Regions from separate parts of the Gossypium hirsutum genome. Here region 2 is linked to region 1. A link is a contact called in public Hi-C data. All regions are on one chromosome and are shown on one strand. Each heading gives the region's core, a stretch centred on a gene start, on an enhancer-like site or on the middle of the called end of the contact. The rest is flanking DNA. Distances are from core to core; before and after follow the strand shown.

Region 1 (2,569 bases), core at 36-2,535:
GTATAAACCTCATCAACCATGGGAAGAAATTCACTAGCTGGTTGGAAAAGAACAGATTCAGTATCCTGTAAGAGTAACAAAGCCAGGTCAAAAAAATGTGGTTGGTTTCGAGTTTAACGCAATTGGTTCATGCAATAACGTGTACGACTTGACTCACTTTGTTAGATTTGGAACCTTTTTCAGGGCCTTTAATGTCCATGCCATGGCTTCCAGCATAGTATAGCTCAGCTAATTTGACAAAATTATACACCTTGTCCCTGCATCTGCCACTCACTATAGCTGTAGGGAAACATTTGGCTAGCTTTCTCACTGTCTTTCTCATCTGGTGTTAAAAAAAAAAAAAACATGGGAAATCCATTTTAAAAACAGCACAGAGAAAGTAGTCACTGTGTCATATTAACAAACAGCTAACCTTCTTAGACATGAAAGCCCGATCTGGATCGGCTACGATTGGTGAAAGAGTGCCATCGTAATCAAGAAACATTACGATTTGTTTCCCTTTTGATGCATCGATTATCTGTTCGAACATATCTAGTGCTGATGGATGGTTTAGCTGAACAATTTAATCCAAAAAGGAAAAAGAAAATCAGAATCTTTATGAAAGGAAAAGAAAAGAAAAAGAAAACCCATTTGAACTTACATTCCAGGAACCTTGATCATCAGCAATGGACGGTGCTGATTTCATATGAGTTGGAGAAGAAGCTCTCATGGAATCGACCCATGAATTAACTCTGGCTCCGGCATTGATTTCAAGGTTTTGAAGCAATTTCTTTCTGGAAATGGAGATAAAACCAGGTGGTGCCGGTGGTTTCTGTGCTGATTTTGGATCAGAGACCATGTTTTGACCGGCGGCGATGTTCTTTGGTCTTTCTTCAATGAAACTTACTGCAATAAATAAGAACAAACCCAACATTTAAAACATTTTTAGTAAAGGTAAGATGCCTTAAAAACCGAAGCACACAGGTTTTGTTTTTTGTTTCCCCACTCCCAACCACAAAAAAAAAAAAAACCAGAACTTACCCATTTTTGGAAATTAAGGTAGTTAAAAGAAAATCTCAAAACCCAACAAGTGTTTGGTTGTTAATGTTAATGTAAGAGGAGAGAGTTCAAAATTCCAACCAGAGGAATTTACAGAGTACTCTGTTTTTTTTTCCTTTTTTTTTCTTTGAAACCCAAAGATTAAGGAACTGAAACAACAAAAAAAGAAGAACCCAAAGATTCGTGAAAAACAAGGAAGAAATGAAGGGAAAATATATGGAAGAGAGGAAGAGTGAAGGGAATGTATGTGAGTGAGACATGGAGGAGTTGAAGCTCGTTTTTATAAGCCAAAAAAAAAAAACCAGACATAAACGGACGACAACGAAACTCTTACAAAAGTGTGGGACCCATCCTAGTTGTTGATTTTGGGGCCCATATTACTGGGAGAGAGCTGGTTTTTTTTTTTGTTTTGTTTTTTTTGAGGAAGGTAATTAAGCTGCTTTTTTTTAATTGGCTGCTAGTGGTCAAGCCACGTGGAAGACATTGGTTAGGATGATACACATGATGTGGGTTCTGACACGTGGATAACCAAGTCACATGTTAGACCCACTGGATTATGGGAGCTGTATTTTACAAATTTTGTTTTAATTGGATCCTATTTGGGTGGATTTTGGATCCACCAGCCACCAACTTGTCTTGAAATGTTAAAATTGAAATTATGGAGCTTTACCGTGAAAATTCTTCATTTTTTTCCTCGGGAGTAGGAGAGAGTGTGTGTTAGGGATTGAAAAAAATATTCTATCCATTTCAACTTGACTCGATTTGATAATGTTAAACATTTCTTTTTGAAATTAAGCTTCAAGGTGGGACTAGACAAATTAAGATTGAATCGAGTTTAAAAAAAATTTCATCTATTCTCATCCTATGATAATTATCAAAATACTCTTATATAATTTTAGTTTAAAATATATGATAATGACAAATAAATATTGGGCAAAGTGGTGAGGCAGATTCCATTTTTTATGAGAAAACAAAAATTTTAACGTTGAAGATGACAATGTTGAGAAGGAGAGTTGAAAACAAATCCTAAACATAAACCGTAAAATAAACATGAAGTACATAAAAAATATATATTAATATTTAATCTAATATACCTAGAAAAGAATTAATAAAAAATTTAATAAATATTCTTTCATTGTGATGAAAATATTTGAGAATTTAAAAGATTTGATATATCAAGTCAGGTTAAAAATTAGGCATATCTTTAATTTTTCAAGTTAAGTAAATTAATATCTAATTTTAAGTTGAATTGAGATCGAGAAATGAATATTTCAAGAAAGACACCTTATTATCATCCCTAAACTTATAATATGCCGTAATTAAGTCATAATTAAATTTAAAATCGAGAAAATTTTAAAATTTTGTTTAAGGGACATTAAAGTTTTTTTATAAACATATAATAAATTTATGATGTATGATTATAAATATATATAAATTACATGATTGGAGGGGCATTTGCTATTTCAATGCCCCTTGTATGCAAATGCAAAACTAACAACTTAAAGACAAAACCCACCCTGTTAAGCAAAAC
Region 2 (2,569 bases), core at 46-2,545, 66 kb after region 1:
ATTAATAAATTATACATATTACTCAAAAATTAAACTCAAAAGGATTAAAATATGTTACCTTTAAACAAGTATATGTGTTTTAAATCCGTAGTTTCCACACGCATAATATGATAAAATTTCTAATTATTATTATCCTCAACTCTGAAATATGTATATATATATTTTTTTCATTCTTATGAAATAGCCAAATTTTTTATTACCAAAGTAAATATAAAATCAATTTGGTCACATATTTAAATAATAGTATAGATAAATAACTTAAATTAATAACTTAATAATTTCACAATAAAAATAAAGTAATAGGACATAATGTCAATTAACCAACTAAAAGAAACCCCATGTGATGACCTGATGGTCAAAGGTGTTCATCATCTTCGGTGTCGTCTGGATTCAAGTCTCGCTAGTTGCGTTGATTGTTCGGACTTTACCGTATTATTGTAATTCAACAAAAAGAAAACAACAACAACAAAAAAAGTCAATTCAATTTTGATTTTTTTTCTTAAGAAAAAAAAACATTTCAGTCATTTTTGGAGTTTTTTTTATCTAAATAATCAATTGTCACTTTTGTAGTGTTTATATCAACTCTTTAAATTAATTTATAAATACTTGAACTTATTAAAAGCTTTACTTTTGTAACTGAATTAGATCATATCAACTTGTTGAATTGAAATTTGATTATAATGTCACTCTAAAAAATGTATTAAACCGATTTATCCGAAAATAGATTGAACTCATTGAATTGAATAATCAAATCAATTAAACTAATTAAATTGATCAAATTAGAAATCGTTAATTTGATCGGTTTAATCACCAACCAAGTTTTAAAAACCTTACGTAAAAGGTAATATCTTGCAACTAATAAGTTGGAAGTTGGAACCTTATATTCATTGCGAAGTTATTAAGCTATTAATTTAGATGCTCCAACTGGCCTTAACTACAGCGACTAGCTAGTTTAAGGGTTGTCCAATTGAGTCAGATATTGGAAATTGAATAACTTTTAGCCCAAAGTATACTCCCAAAGGAAGATAAATAGGTTCATGTGGTGTAGTTATGATATTATATACTGTAAAATTTCTTTTAATTGACATAATAATGTTTAAAGTGCAACTATTGGCAAAGACTGAAGTTTTGGGACTTCAGATTAATTTAAGGTTTAGTTTTACTATATTTAAAGGGACCAATTTGTTTAATATCAAAATTGAAAGGGACTAGAAAAATGTTTTTACCAAATTATTCAGAGTTTTGGGCTTTACGCATAATAGGATTGATATTAGTCGATAAGAAATTTTGGGGCTTCAGGTGTGTAAAATTATACTTCAATGACTTGAAAACAATGAGGGGAGCAGGGCTGGCCCAAAACATAAGTCCACACTTATAATGAATTTGATAATTTTAAACCCAAATAGAAACATCTGACATAATATATTTTGATTTGAATCACAAGTGAAGCCACAAATAACTTTATTCAAGTATTCGTTTATCGTTAAATCTAAATTTAATTTTTGAACAACTATCAAAAAAAAAAAATCATCATCCTCAAGCATGTGCTCACTATCATCACTTATACAACAAGTCAAAATTCAAATAACAAGCACCAACATACCAGTTGTCGATTGAATTACAGGTAAAATGCTTAACTCTTTAGTTGACATTAATCTTGAATTGAGTCCTTACGTGTATCGATAACCAATTAGAAAACATTTTTTTTTATGCAATAAAATTCTAATAGTTACTAACTTATTCTAATTCCTTTTTACATATTTACTCCATCAACTTTTAATTATAAAATATTGGATAAATTACACATAAGGTCATTAAATTATTAGTAAGCTTATGTTTTGGTCATTTAACTTCAAAAAATTACAAAATGGTCATTGAATTATTTGAAGATTTCATTTAAGTTACTGAACTGTTCAAAAGTTTTTATTTAAGTCACTATGTTTTTAAGCTTTTTTCTTTTCTTTTCCTAAAGTCCGACTAGTAAGCTTCAAGAGACGATTTGACGATTAATACACTGGACCAATACTGGTCGACAAGTAGAAGAACATACCTTAGATCCAAGTCAACTTGACTATCAATGTTGAAGATCAGATGAAAAAAACTATTTGGATCTTAGTTCGCAGGTTCGTGACGTTCAAAGTTGTTTCATAAAAAAAATTAAATTATAAAATAGAAGGAGAAAGAGAGCTTTCGACTGGTGTAGGCAGTGCAGACAAAGAAGGCCATACAACAACGATTTTAATAGTCTAATGTTCAAATCGTTCAATGACTATTTTATAAAACTTTTTAAGTTGAGTGACTAAAATATAAATTTACTAATAATTTAATGACGTTGAGTGTAATTGACCCTAAAATATTTAAACAAATGTGGAGATAAAAACACTTCAATAAATAAAAATGATTAGGAATTAGTGTTACATGTGTATCATAACCAATCATTGTTCTATAACACAAACCAATTACTTGGCAAAATGAACAATCCTAGTAATAGCAAAAGTGACCCAACTAATTTATTTTCTCCAACCACACCAACTCCCACATAGTAAAGACAAAATAGGTGGTTGGGTTG

Evidence for each region. Hi-C and Micro-C count contacts between places; a contact is called where the count stands out from the background.
Region 2: a Hi-C map of leaf shows a contact between it and region 1, with 6 times the contacts expected there. The contact joins the enhancer-like site here to the promoter of LOC121208703 in region 1. A contact is called at or near these places in 19 of 34 Hi-C or Micro-C datasets (fibers, hypocotyl, leaf and 4 more).

The regions. Positions count from the first base shown.
Region 1 is chrA02:103,506,339-103,508,907 of Gossypium_hirsutum_v2.1, forward strand. LOC121208703 (probable trehalose-phosphate phosphatase J) reads right to left here and starts at 1,286. Exons shown (of 10, transcript XM_041079762.1): 1 at 1,021-1,286; 2 at 641-885; 3 at 413-553; 4 at 158-322; 5 at 1-65. The coding sequence starts at 1,024.
Region 2 is chrA02:103,571,951-103,574,519 of Gossypium_hirsutum_v2.1, forward strand. No RefSeq gene overlaps it. Among protein-coding and RNA genes, the nearest start is that of LOC121208719, 16 kb to the right of the region's middle. Within about 2 kb of position 1,296, at least 1 of the 9 cell types and tissues checked has an H3K27ac peak or open chromatin away from gene starts, as enhancers often do. A contact at or near this core is called in leaf, where this site is marked.